Linked DNA regions of Mus musculus: all the other regions are linked to region 3. A link is a contact called in public promoter capture Hi-C data. All regions are on one chromosome and are shown on one strand. The core of a region is the stretch at or near the end of the contact, and the rest is flanking DNA. Distances in the headings are between cores, read along the strand shown. Region 1 holds the start of Ube3a (ubiquitin protein ligase E3A). Region 2 holds the start of A230056P14Rik (RIKEN cDNA A230056P14 gene). Region 3 holds the start of Nsmce3 (NSE3 homolog, SMC5-SMC6 complex component).

What was found. Promoter capture Hi-C pulls out the DNA fragments that hold promoters and counts their contacts.
Region 1: a promoter capture Hi-C map of pre-B cells shows a contact between it and region 3, with 4 times the contacts expected there. The contact joins the promoter of Ube3a here to the promoter of Nsmce3 in region 3. A contact is called at or near these places in 3 of 39 promoter capture datasets (cranial neural crest, liver and pre-B cells).
Region 2: a contact with region 3 is called in a promoter capture Hi-C map of pre-B cells, with 6 times the contacts expected there. The contact joins the promoter of A230056P14Rik here to the promoter of Nsmce3 in region 3. A contact is called at or near these places in 1 of 39 promoter capture datasets (pre-B cells) and 1 of 484 Hi-C or Micro-C datasets (pre-B cells).

The regions. Positions count from the first base shown.
Region 1 is chr7:59,226,168-59,231,066 of GRCm38.p6, reverse strand. Ube3a (ubiquitin protein ligase E3A) reads right to left here and starts at 2,317. Exons shown (of 11, transcript NM_001033962.2): 1 at 1,796-2,317.
Region 2 is chr7:55,959,422-55,964,160 of GRCm38.p6, reverse strand. A230056P14Rik (RIKEN cDNA A230056P14 gene) reads right to left here and starts at 1,630. Exons shown (of 6, transcript NR_015495.2): 1 at 1,489-1,630. It overlaps Nipa2 (non imprinted in Prader-Willi/Angelman syndrome 2 homolog (human)), which reads left to right and starts at 1,668. Exons shown (of 7, transcript NM_001256130.1): 1 at 1,668-1,961; 2 at 2,589-2,709.
Region 3 is chr7:64,870,045-64,874,767 of GRCm38.p6, reverse strand. Nsmce3 (NSE3 homolog, SMC5-SMC6 complex component) reads left to right here and starts at 1,728. Exons shown (of 1, transcript NM_023239.5): 1 at 1,728-3,086. The coding sequence starts at 1,850. The coding sequence ends at 2,689. The region is part of intron 2 of Fam189a1 (family with sequence similarity 189, member A1); the gene reads left to right.

The DNA of each region.
Region 1 (4,899 bases), core at 1,068-3,567, 5.6 Mb after region 3:
TTCTAATTTAAAACCATAAAAAGGGTAAATAGCCGGTCCTGGTGGTATACATTTTTAATCGCAGAACCCTGGAGACAAAGCCAAGAGGAGAGTTAGACGTCATCCAGCGATATACCATAAGACCCTTTCTCAAAAAAAAAAAAAAAAAAGGGTGATGGTGGCTATTTCAGGGATAAAAAAGCCACCTACAAAACCTGCATACAAAAGGAATTTTCTAAACTCAAAGTTAAGCTCCTCAGTTATATGAAGAGCAACATCCAAAGAAGTATGTGTATACCACTTCACAACACACCATGCAAGGTAAATATTGACACAAATTATTTCACAACCTACATTCTGATTTTGAAAACAAAACTACAAGTCATCTCATCTTTATTATGTGCTGTATCTTTCTTAAACGATAGACTGCGAATTGTTGAAGTTCTCATTTTTATTACAGATTCTGATACATGGCTTTTTTGTAAAGCTAAGTATTTATGGATTTACAGTCATCCTTACTTAGGCTTATCAGCAATACAGATGCAGTATCCACTTCCTTAAAAGTGCAGTAAGCAGTCTATTTAAGAGGAGAATTTAATACTAAAGCAATTTCTGTCATACATAACAAGACAAAATTTTCCTTTTATCTCTCCTCAATTCTAAATTTACATAATTTACCAAAAAGATATCTTAAGAGTATTAACTAATCTGAGGTGTGTCAAAAACATTCGTCGTGTCTCTTGTCCAATAGGGCTTTGATATTTAGCTTTTTAACAGCTGTATTTCTTAAAGTTCAGGCCATCTTTATTTCAAACGCACTTCCCTATCCAAAACATTTTAACATAATCTGCTGCTTCTCCCAAAACCATGGGTTATACGAATATCCTTCACGAAGTAAGATAATGGTGGATAACACATCCCATATACTATTTAGTTAACATTTCCAACAGTACACTAGCTATTTAACGCAATCCCAAAGAGATTTTATACTGTTCTATTTTAGCATGCTCAAAAGACATAAAAAAAATTGACGTAAAATTGTCTTTAGAGGATTCTTCTAAAGCTGATAAAGTCTTATTAAAATTATACTTTCTATTTTTAAGGCTAACGCAATTATAGCACATTCAACTCTGATTCTTCCAACAAAAAGCCTCCGCATCAAAATGGGGAAAACGTCCTTTTCATTTTCTCAACTGAAAAGGGGGAGGGGAGAAGAGGAGGAGGCCAACTGCTTACAGGTTTGCATTGAAAATTAACACAGCAGTTTCTGAGGAATCAGTAACTCACGTTCAACTACTGAATCCTACCAGAAGCAGCACACGAATAAAACCAGAGCGCAATCCTTGGGCTTGAGGTGCCGCTTCATCCGTCTTCCTTCCAATCCACCCCCAATACCCCAACCCACTAAGCACACATCTAAATATGTCTTCCCCACCAGAGCGCCCCTTTGGAGGAAAAGGCCTGCCTTTCGCAGCCTGAAGCCACGGCTGGCTCTCCGATCTCTGCTTAGATGAGGCCCCCGATCTCGACGCCCTGCACGTCCGCCCCACCCCGGGCCCACTCGGGTACCCGTGGGTGACAAAACCCTCCCTCCTGCGTCCAGCCAGCACTGACAGTTAAGGCTGCAGCAGCCGCAGCCACCAGGGCCTAGTCCTGGCACCGGCCCCTCCAGACCACGCGCCCCAAGCACTCGCTCACGGAGGCGGGTGAGGGCCCGGCGCCTACCCTGTCAGCGCGGGCCGGAGGGTGACGAGGGGACCGGCGGTACAGACCAGAGGGAGCGCGCCGGGCAGGCCGCAGCCGCAGCAGCACTGACCTGTCCTCGCCCCCGCGCGTGGGCTGCGGCCCTCGCAGCTGCGGCCGCCTCACTGGTCCTTGTCGCCCTCGTCCACCGCCGCCGCCCGCCACCGCCTCGTTCCCTTTCGCTGGCGCCACCGCCGGGTCTCATGCGGGACCCGCGCTTCTCCTCAGGAAACCGAGGCCGAGAGGCCAGGCGCCTGGGCAACCTTGAAGTCGGCGCTGAAGCGCTGCTGTCGCGATCTGTCCACAGTGGGGGGCGAGGGCGGCGAGCAACTCCGAAGAGAAGCAGAAGGAGGCGCCACCGTCAGCGACAGGTCGACGGAAGAGAAGCGTAACGAGGCGGTGAACAGCTGCGTGGCCCGGTGCGCGAGCGAGAGAGCGAGCGCAGGAGGGGCGACGAGGTGCTGGCAAAGACGAAAGGCCCTGTCGTCTCCTGGAGTCACCCAAAGAGGAGCGCCACCATCTTGGGAGAAATACGGATCTCGCGAACGCAGCACTGGACGAGAGGACTAGGTGGGCGGACCGAGTATCCCGACAGGCAGCGCGCGCCAACCCTGCCGGGCGAGGGCTCGGAGTCCGGAGGCGGGATGCGAGGCGGGGTTGCGCGTGCGTGGGATGGCGACGGGCTCTGCCCCGCCCCGATCGCAGCTCTGTGGGGCCCTCCTCTAGCTCGCCTTCGCCTGCGGCGCAGGGGCCTTTGGGAAGGGGAGATGGCCTTGGGCTGGGTGGAAGCTGGCCAGCATCGTCGCCATCTTGAGACTGGGCTGAGAGAGGCTTGGTGTTTTTAGCCTCTGCTCCTTTTACTCAATCTATAGACCAGTGTGCTTCGGTGTACTCGCGAGAGCGGACAGGTCTACCCAGCCTAGCAAAGCCCAGGAGTCAGAGGGACGAATAGGCCAAGAGGGTGTAGCCTACTGGCGGCACGAGGAGGCATAGAAGCGTTTTGTTGCTAGAGCTGACCCTTACGACTTTTCATCCGAACTGTCCGAGTAAAGGATTCAGGCGTTGAGATTGGGCAACCTTTCAGCAAACAAGGCCATCAGCCTCTGCCAGAACATGATATGTCACTGGCTTACCAGACTAGTAGGTAAAAGCCCAGCCCCTCCTGTGTTGTCTTCCAGTAGATGTCAACTGAGAAGAAACCGCCTTGCTTGATCACACGTGGATAGAGACTAATTTTGATTTACAGAACACCCGAACCCTGTTAGAGCCATGTGACTTGTTGGTACCGGAGTGAGGGTTTAACTTAGGTTTGTTGTTAATGATTTTGACACTAAATTATTATAAAGACTAGCTGACATGTTATTTCCTGGCTTGCAACTTAGTAAGCCTTAATCATCTAGTGCTCAAAATGTAACAATCACATGTATTAATGTGCTTTTCTGTTTATTACAGCTCCTATAATGTGTGTGTATGTGTGTGTATATATATATACACATCATATATATATGAAAGATCTCCCCACTATAAAAAATATTTTTATTATTGGTTTTTCAAGACAGATTTCTCTGTGAAGCCCTGGCTGTCCTGGAACCCACTCTGTAGACCAGGCTGGCTTTGAATTCAGAGATTCGCTTTCTGAATGCTGGGATTAAAGGCTTGCAATTTTTTAAAATTAAAAAATAATAGGCGTGTGTGTGTGTAAACTATTACAGGATAAATAATAAGTGCAACTGTTATATCAGATTTTAAGATACTTTAAATTTTTTCTATTCTTTTTTTTTCTCCATCCATTAAAGATCCTCATTTGGAATACCATTGTATTATATGAAAGGGGCCAGTAATAAATGTAACCCTTTAAAGAGTTATCTTTGCAAACTATTTAAATACAAAACCAAAACTGAAAATCATTAGACTGCTAAGAAAAGTAAAGTACATAAACTGTTGCAGCATGTGAAGACGCTTTCAGCTATTCACTCCTAAATAAAAGTCTGAAAATGAAAGGTCATGGTCTAGTCATGTGAATTATCAAAATGTAGCCAGCAGCCCAGACTTCTAAAAAGCTTAAAAGTTTAAAGGAAATACATATCCAAGTGCCAGTCAAGTTCTATATGGAGATCATGGAGAATACTAATTTCTCTTAACAATCTGAAGAAATTATTTACTTAATGTTCAATATGTATTCTTATATGGGCCTCTGATGTTCAGGACTTCATGTATTTTGATTTATCATTTTTAAAATTTAGAAACATTAATGCTAGACATAAAGGTACATGCCTGAAACCCCAACATAGGCAGGAAAATCTTGAGTTCTATGGCAGGCCTCACTATAAAAAGAGACTATCTCAAAGAGAGGTTGAGAAGTCAATATTTATGCTAAAAATTATTACCATGAATGATTCCTGCCAACATATTTGTATACTTTTCATAATATTTTTTCATTTTTCAGACACACTTTCTAGGAAAGGCTACTTGGTATCTAGGTGTGTAATAAGGTCTAAATGAGCCTCAATAGTTTGAAATATTTTCTCATTTCAAATGTAAAAGAACCATGCAACTGTATAAGCATATTCATTCTTTAAACAAGCTTAGTGTCTACTATTTATTTACTCAGAACAACCTGAGCCTTGTAAAACAATACAAGAAAATCTCTGTACATATCTTCAGTAAATCGGTTAAAGAGGAAATCAGGCCTGTAAAAGTTTTTTAGAACCGTTGAGCACTTGTATGGTTTTCTGGGTGTCAACTAATACTTATATGCTACTCCTGAGCTAGGATAAAATGATCAGAAAACGTATAAATCCTCAACACAAAAAAATGGTCGGGAGAAAATGTCCTTAACAGAGCACCAATGCCTCTGGCTCTATGGACAGATCAAATATTGACAAATGAAATCTCATAACATTGAAAAGCTTCTGTAAGGCAAAGGATACTGTCAACAGGACAAAACAGCAACCTACAGATTGGGAAAAGATTTTTACCAACCCTACATCCAAGAAAGGGCTAATAGCCAACAGTATACTTGTATACATAAAATAAATAAATAAGTCTTTTTTAAAAAGGCATCTGGTTAATCAATAATTATGAATATAATACTTCATTTAAAGGCAATGTCTTACTTGACACTGATATATGCAGAATACAAAATTCTATTGCTGAAATGATCTTTTATTTGTTAAC
Region 2 (4,739 bases), core at 381-2,880, 8.9 Mb after region 3:
TCTTTTGTTTTGTTTTCCTTTGGAAACAATGTCTCACGCTGTAACCAAGCTTCCCTGAAAATGTGTATGTAGCTCAGGCTAGTCTTCAATTTGTGGCAATCCTGCTGTTTCTGTCTCCTAAGGGCCTACAAAAATTAGATTTTAAAACTTTAAAGGTACCCATGATCACTGCTTGAACAGTCACACAATATTAGATATGGAACATTATGACTTAGAAAAATGATTTGCGCATTTAAGGAGCCCGCAGCATACTAAATAGGCACTCACACACACACACACACATACACACACACACACACCACACTCACTCCACTGTGTGATGTGAGTACTGGCTTGGAGGACCAGATAATGAGTGTGACAGTAGCTAAAGGATTGTAATGATGAAAGCAGATGGATGAGAAGGATCTGTACCTTGGATGTTTAGGACAATGGGGAGGAGGGAGTGAGAAGGAGGAAGGGAAGGGAGAGGGAGGTGCCACAAGATAATTCTCTACCACGGTTAAATTACAATGCTGATCCCACATACGGCACACACCTGTTCAAATGAACCAACCAGTGCCTTTATGATAATCAACAGGTCTTTGGAGATGTCTGTTGCCATCTTTATCAGTTAAGTTATTGCTGCCTATCAATTTAAACCAAAATGAGGTGGCAATCACTTATTCTTTCTTTTAGGCCGATGGGTCAGTGGGGCAGTTTTGCTGATGTGAACCAACCTGACCCTTGCCAGCAATTCTGAGTTAGCCAGGAAGGAAGTCAGTATGGTGGCTTTGTTCCTGGTCTACATTGTACTACATTTGTTCTCCATTATTCCCTCCTGCCCACCAGTCCGGGCTTCTTATCAAGTTTCATTGCATTTTTCTTTGCTCAATACCATTCCCCCAGCCAATGCAGATTCAGGGAGAGTGGAGATGCAGGTACTGTAAAATTTGTGGACACATGGAAAGGTGGAAAAATTGGAGTCATTCTGTATTTACCTGATCATCAAAGTCCCACTTGCATGTCATCTAGAAATTAGCCTACCCTAAAAATTGAGCAAAATAAGTCCTCAAGAGCCAGTTCTAAGACACTTGGGTATCTGGTTGTCAAGTTCACAGCAGAGTAGCTTTTAAATTAGCTACTTAGCCACTCCCTCAATGTTTTAGACCATCACGTCCAAAGCATTAGCATAGGAGATAGGAAAACTACAGTGCTGTTTTTAATGTTTCAATAAATGTATAATTCATTTTACAAGGATCTCCCTCCCAAACACACCCAAACAAATGTTCTTGGAGTAACATATCCTGTAAACAAGGATTTTCAGCAGCCTTCAATGGTCTTTTCAAAGCAAAAGCAGCCGAGAAAAAGCTATTACTTTGTTTCCTGTGCATCTCGTGGAAAAGATCTCTTGTCCAAATCACAAGGTCCTCCTCCACAAGCTTTACTGTCTCTTCCCTGGAAACCTGCCTCCTTGTCCCGCCCACTTCCGCCCTTTGCGGTCAAACCCACCTCCTCCATCCCAAAGGTCCCACGTGAAGACTCCCAGGAAATCGGATTTTAAATAACAGGGCTGGATTTTTGATGAGTAGGTGAGCAAAGATGACCTTAGAAGGTACGGCTCCTCCGGCTCGCTGTCAGGGCGGGGCGAAGAGCCTTGCGGAGGCGGGGCCTGAGCTGTGCCTGCCCAGCGCGCGCGGTTTACGTCACTAGTCTGCGCCCAGGTTTCCCGGCAGGTTCTCGGCGGCTCTTCTGGTGCTGGCCGCGGTGCGGCCGAAGGCTGTCCGAGGTAGGCTCCTCTCGGCTCTCCCATGGAGGAGGCGGCGCTCACTGCAGTCTCGGATGCACGAACTTCCCGCGGGACGTCGCCGGAGACGGTGGCTGTGTGCGCGCAGGAGCGAGCTGCCTGCGTGGGGGTCTGAGCGGGCACCGGGGTCGCGTCCCGGAGGGAGCCGAGTCGCCCGCCGGCCTGCGACGGCCCTAAGGTAGCTACTTCCTGTAAGCGAGCTCCAGGGCGGAGCTGCGGGCTGTGTCGGCCGCCTGAGGTCGGAGAAGGGCCCCGGGGCGACTTGCTTTTTCGCGTGTTCTGGGGTGGACGCAGCTTCCCTGGTGATCCGCAGTGAGTCGGATTGATTGCCATTCAATCCGGCAGAAGTCTGGCTGGTTGGCCCTGTCCGGTCGCGTACTCGTTAAGTTCTGCATATCAGTTTTATTTGCCTTCGTGAGTTTTCAGAAGATGGTTTCGGCTTGCTGTAACGTTTTGAGCTTGCTTGACTCAGTTCCCTGGCACTTAATAGGGTTTACACAAAATGCAGGGTTTGGGGTTCCTGCTTCTTTGATTTCTCTACGATAATGGCAAGGCATTTAGTTTAGGAGTGGTCTTGAGTGCAGTTTCTTTAGATTCTATATCATGTGCCCGTTTGATACCATATTAATTATTTTTAAAGTTAAAAGAGGAAGTCTGAGATTTGACGTTTTTCATTCCAGTAAGCTGTATGTAGAAGCTCTTACAGTACTTACTAAGTGAAAGAACAGGAAGGCCAGTAACTATATATCTAAGTATTTAGTAATTTTCTGTCCTTTCACCTACTTCCATATTTTCTTCTTTCCAGGGTGGAACTACTCTGCCGTGGTTAAATACTTTAAATGGGAATAAAGGATAGCGTTTCCAAGAAAATGAGAATGAATAAATCATCTCTGTTTTTTAAAAGAAAGACCATATTAAACTTACATGTAAGTTAAAATTTTAATTTCTAACAGTATTGCTAAGTTAGATCGGAGATTAGGTTCTGTAGTATTTTTTTGTTTGGTTGTTTGGTTGTTTTTTGTTTTGATTTTTATAGAGACAGGGTTTCTCTGTGTAGTCCTGGCTGTCCTGGAACTCACTCTGTAGACCAGGCTGGCCTCCTCTGCCTCCCTAGTGCTGGGATTAATGGCATGCGCCACCACTGCCCGGAGGTTCCTGCCCACCTCTTGTCTAGCTTGTCTTGTTGAGTCAGTAAACTTTAGGTTGATTGAGAGGCCCCATCAGGAAAAATAAGGTGGAGAATGACTGATAATGTTGTTTTCTTTAGTTTTTCACAGATACGGGAAATACCACTACTAGGTGTGCACACACAAGAAAAATGAGCTAAACCTGAAGCTGAGACTGCTATAAGCTTTAGATAGTAGTAAACATTATGTAGAAGTAGACTTAAGAGCTGAACTTTTACAGCCAGGTATGGTGATACAAGCTTGTAATTCCAGCACTCCGGAGGCTGGGACAGGATGATTTCAAGATCAAGGCCAGCCTGGACTCCATAAGGAGACCCTTCAGTTCTAACATTTTAAGATGATATGGCAGTCAGGATTAGTAGAGCCAATCTCTTTTCTGAGTGATCCTCTCATGAGTGCCTAACATTCTGAGATGTGTTTTCTGTGGCTGTCAAGGAGAAATAACACTATCCTCTGATATTGTTTGAAGTGGTAGCCCTTTGATGTAAGGAAAGCAGTTCTACTGACTTTGAAGCTCTGTGAAGATATAAAATGAGTCACATATGATTAAATAGTACCCAATTTTTTTCTATAGAAAATATAAAAAGCTTTACCTAAATCTGACTTATTTGAGGGCATTTGTTGTGGTAGACACAAGAACTCTGTAGAGCGACATGACATGTGATGGTGGGTTGAAGAGAGACTTGCATCAAAGGATGCAAAGTAACAGGTATATAGAGTAAGTTGTGAGATTTAATGTATAACATGAAGGTTATAGTTAGTAAAAATTGTATTAGAGACTTTAAAACTCCCTACTTGACAAACTAAAGTTCTACATACTTCTTTATTGTAGAACTAAGCACATATCTCAGATTAAAACATTCCCAGCTATAACATTTTGTATATAGCTAGTTGTATTGATTTTGTATAGATAAATTTGAAATTAACACTTGTATAAAGTTCTGTGAGGACTTTAAGTAAGAATAAATGGATTGCAGGTGTGTTCATATTTTTTGGCTTTGTGTCTTGCTTATAGGGCTCCTGTGTGGTCTAACATGTAATGTTGGAATGTTACTCTACTGTGGTATCTCACATAACTTTGCTCACTTAGACTCAACCATAGTAATCTTTCCTTTCCCAGAAAACAGCATACCTGCTCTTAAGTAGAGCCTGCGTTTATAGTGCCACTTTGTTCTTTTTCCATCCCTTTCAAGTCTGCGCAGTGTTACCTCATCAAGGCCTCCTCCCTTAGCGCCTTAGTGTGCATTATTTTTCACCATGGCATTTACCACATTGCAGTGCCCTTTTATTTCTTGTTTTACCTTGCTTCTGTCTGGGAGGTAACTTTCATGAAGACCAGAGTTTTGGTCTGTGTTTTTCTTCATGGCTCTATCCCCTTGTTCATACATTATGTACTCAGAACACCTTTGTTAGTTTAAGTAAATGTGATTTATAGGCAAGCCCAGTTTTTCACTGAGAGCCACAGCGAAGGAGGTTATGATCTATATAAGTAACCTTAATACAGGTTAGGAAATTCAGAATGGAATAGGCTAAAGTCTAGGGAATTCAGGAAACATGGTAGTTACTTTGGCTCCTGGAATTCAACTAGGAATTGCTTACAGGAGTGCTTTTTGGTTGGGCCCTTTGCAATGAAGCCGGTAAATAGACAATTAGGAGTAGATTAAAGTGGTAGCCATGGAAAGAACACAAGGTGTGTGAAATACAGTATTAGGAACTAAGATTTAAAAGTTAGGTGTGAGCTGGGCGTAGTGGTGCACGCCTTTAATCCC
Region 3 (4,723 bases), core at 479-2,978:
GGTACCACATCTGTGGAGCATCACTGTGTCGTGAGAGGTTTAGAGAGTACAATGGCAAAATTGATTTAATCTTAACTCATTACAGAGAACATGGCATTCATTCACTCATGAGGACAAAGCCCTCTTCAGTGGGGGGATTACATTTCCAACATGCAAGCTTTAAAGGACACATTCAAACTGTTGCAGCCTCTGCCATTGCGACCAACCTTTGATGATGTCTTCGTAGACCCTGTATGGAATAGAAAGTTACTGCTCAAAGCTCACTAGATTTCAGAACACTTGAATCACAACATGGGGTGGGATTTTATATTAGCATTGCAGGTCCCATTATCAGAGTGCATTTTCATATTGAATTATAAACAAAAATTTTATGCTGCTTACATTTAATGAAATTTTAATAAGGCCATGTTTTGGTGTTATTATTCAAATAATGTGATCTGAATTGCTTTCCTCTGAATATATTTGCATTAAGGAGGAAATCAATTTGAGTTCGTTCTCTGAATAGTTTACCTATTTTCTTGGTAGCTTTAAAAAAGAGAGAGGAAAACTCAGTTCCGTTGTCAGTAAATGGAGAAGAAACCCATTTGCTGAGATCCACAGCAGTAATAGCAACAGACTGCTGATGGTTTGAGTTAATGAAATGACTCATTTTGTCTATTAGAGTTGCACAATTTAAACCATCTACAAGCCACACACACCACAAATTATAAAGGATGATAGCTCTTCTCTTTCTTATTGAGATTTTAAAGCTTATATATTAAGAGAGAGAATTAAGAAATTCACATTATTGCTACTCCCAATCATTGGTAACCTAAATTAAATGGTAATCTCTGGAGAGAGCAAGTGCCTCTGGGGTTAGCATTCCTCTAACATGTTTCTGCTAAAATTGTGGATGTGGGTCCGCGGCAGTTTTCCCAAACATGTCTTCCAAAAGGTCAGTCCACATTACCAAACTAAGTCACGTTATTGGCAGTGCTTACGTGGTTTCTCATGGTCATCTAACTGAAATTCAATGAAGAGAATGTGAACCTGAAAATTGCAGAAGTCTTGCTTTTAAGAATAACTTCCCTTACAGACTCAAGGGATTGTACAGAAATTAACTGGCCAGGTGGGAATGAACTCTGCCAAGGACAGATACCGGGACAGGGTCCCCTAGTCTGTCATGTCCCGCATTTGGTGCACAAGTCAACACTTTTTTTTATTTGGGGGGGGGGGGGGGTTCGAAACAGGTTTTTTCTGTGTAGCCCTAGCTGCACCGGAACTCACTCTGTAGACCAGGCTGGCCTCGAACCCAGAGACCTGCCTGCCGCTGCCTCCCAAGTGCTGGGAGTAAAGGCGTGCGCCACCACTGCCCGGTAACTCTTTTTTTTTTTTTCTTGACTTTCCAGATCTTTTCCTCCTCTCCCTTTATTTTCCCACCCGCACACATTTATCCTTTGTGTTCCATAGACAAACTTTGTAGCTTAAAAACTAACCAAAAACTATTAGACGTGTCTAAACAGGTGTGCCCTAGAACTCAACCGCACACTTGCCGAGAAGTTTTGGTTCTTGTTTTCTATTTATATGAGCTCATAAACACCATTCAATTCTCATTAAAACTGGGGATAAAGCCCAGGAGGAGCTGCTGCCAGCGCCGAGGCCCTCCGCATGCGCAGTAGCTATGAAGAGTCCCCGCCCCCGCAGGCTGGCTCCCAGTCGTATCGCTCCGCCTCCCGGACGCAGCGCGCCGGCGACGTGACGTCACGCGCGCGCCGCAGCTTCTCTCCCAGCCTCTGGGGCGCGCTCGCTCGGCGGAGTCTTCTGGCGGTTGCTGCTCCCGATCGCGGCCTGCTCTCCGCCGACCGGGGACATGTTGCAGAAGCCGAGGGGCCGCGGTCGGCCCAGCACGCAGGCTGACCCGGAGCGGGACTGGGGAGGCGCTGGCGAGGAAGGACCCAGCACGTCCCGCGCCGCGGGCGGCTCCTCCCAGGGCTCCCGCGCTTCCCTGTCGGCCCCGACCGTGGGGCCGCGCACTCAGAAGCAGCTGGAGCTGAAGGTGGCCGAGCTGGTGCAGTTCCTGCTGATCAAGGACCAGAAGAAGATCCCGATCAAGCGGACGGACATCCTGAAGCACGTGGTGGGCGACTACCGGGACGTGTACCCCAACCTTCTGAAGCTGGCCGCCGAGCGCCTGCAATACGTGTTCGGGTACAAGCTGGTGGAGCTGGAGCCCAAGAGCCACAGCTACATCCTCATCAACATGCTGGAGCCGGTGGAGGCGGATGCGGAGATGAGGGGCGATCAGGGTACCCCCATCTCGGGCCTGCTTATGATAGTCCTGGGGCTTATCTTCATGAAAGGCAACACCATCACCGAGACTGAGGTCTGGGACTTCCTGCGACGGCTCGGAGTGTACCCCACTAAGAAACACTTAATTTTTGGCGACCCAAAGAAACTCATTACCGAAGACTTTGTGCGGCAGCGCTACTTGGAGTACCGGAGGATACCCCACACCGATCCTGTGGACTATGAATTACAGTGGGGCCCGCGAACCAACCTGGAAACCAGCAAGATGAAAGTTCTTAAGTTTGTGGCCAAAGTCCATAACCAGGACCCCAAAGACTGGCCCACACAATACTGCGAGGCTTTGGCAGATGAGGAGAGTAGGGCTAGACCTGCAACTGCTAGTGCCCCAGCCACATCCTCTTGAACTCTTTGAGTTATGGTCTGAGGGACTCTGGAGATCCAGTATAAAAGAACAGGGGGAATGGGGGTCGGAGGAAGCTTGATTCTGCTACGCATAAAGGCCTTGGAGCGTTAGGATGTGTTGCAGGGTTTTTTGTTTGATTTTTTTATTATTATTATTATGGTTTGGAGCTTTAAATTTTCATTTAATTGTCTTTTTGTTTATAAAGAGTTTTCTAACTTTCTAAACCTAAATGAAATTGTATGATGCCAAACATATTCAAGAAGGAACACTTTGGTAAATTGCTTTGATGTTCTAGACGATAAAGAAACAGGGTAGCTATTATCTTAATGACTAGTTCCTGGGGAAAAATAAAAGTCTTTTTAAAATTGAAAATAAAATTGTTTTAGCTTCTTGTCAACACAGCTTTAAATATACATATTCTGTTGGGTGTGAGCACTTGTGGTCCCACGAAATCTATGTGATGTGTTTTCTAGCATTTTTATATTCATAATCATAATTCTGTTGTCCTATGGGTTCTACTTAAGATTCTTTTCTAGTATAACAAATACTATACTTTTGAGTCAGTTCACCATTATTATTATTATTGTTTCCCTGTTAGAAATTGCGGCTAAAAAGGAAATGTCATGATTCCAGACTTTTTTTTTTTTTCCATGATAAGCTAAGTCAATGGTGTTGCAGAAGTGTGTGAATGTGTATTAGAGCAAGTTGTAAAAATCGTTAGGTCTCCGGTTTATAAAACAGTGTCGTGTCGTATCGATTAACCAGGCCTGATTGGGAACCACACTGCCCAAGTGCAGATCCTGTTCCACCAGAAGAATTTAGCTTGTGTATCTGTAGAATCAAGTGTGCCCTTAAGGTGAATAAATAGGAAACGAGATAAAGCTGAGCAAAGCCCTGGTGTGGAAGAATAGTTCTTTAGAAGAACTCAGGGTGATGTCTGGTGCGGACAGACCAGTGTGAACAAGGCTACCACAAGATGAGGGGCACTTTATGTTGCTATAGGTGAGTCAGGAAACAAGTTCACAGATTCCTTGGAGTTCTTCATAGTATCTGGCCAAACACTGGGCACAGGCAGTAAGTACTGTTGTTCTGAGAAGAGTTGCAAGTTCGTCATCAGAAGAACAAACAGGGTGGCAGTGAGGACAGGTGACTTTAATCAGCCCTGAACTAGAGGCCAACTAGAGGAGTCTGTGGTAGCTACGAGGTCTGAAGGGACGAGAGGGGCTACTGACTGTTGGCTTGTGTTGCAGTAGTGTCCTAGGATGCTTTCTCCAGCTGTGACATACCATGACCACAGGCAGCTTGGAAGGTAAGGGTTTTATTTCAGTTGTAGTCCATCACTGAGGAATCCTGGAGGCTGGAAATAAAGTAGAGGCTATGAAGGAACACTGCTAACTGGCTTGCCCAGCCTGCTTAAACAGCTCAGGACCACTTGCCCCAGGGATAGCATTATCTACAGTGAACTGGGCCCTCCCACATCAAAAATCGATCAAGAAAGTGTTCCACCTGGTGGAAGCATGTTCTCAATTGAGGGTCTTTCTTTCCAGATGACCCCAGTTTATGTCAAGTTGACTAAACAGCACGAGGAGATCTGGAAATTTTTAGGCAAGGACTAGTTTATCCTTGAGTCCCCCTTCTTGGTTACTTTTTAGGTTAGTGTATGAGTTACCTTCTGCCCATGGGCTCCTGACCTGAGTCAGCTTTCGGTTGTGCTGTGCTGCTTAAGTTGTCCTCTGTGCCCATTGTCTCAGAACTGTCAGGTACAGTAATGGTATCCCGGTTTTCCGAGGGCTTCACAGTTTACTGTCAAGCTATTTTGTTGGAGATGCTGTGCTACATTAGAGGCTAGATAAACTCTTATCTTTCTTGACAGGTTCCAGAACTGCATATCATGCCATTATATAACTTTACATGTATGTGCACGTTCACGGAGAATATGTTTTTCTTTTGTGGGCGTTCATGGCTTACATAAGTTGCCTTGTGTCCTTTATCACAGCACAGCGTTTTTTTTAACCAGCTATTTTTGACGTTACT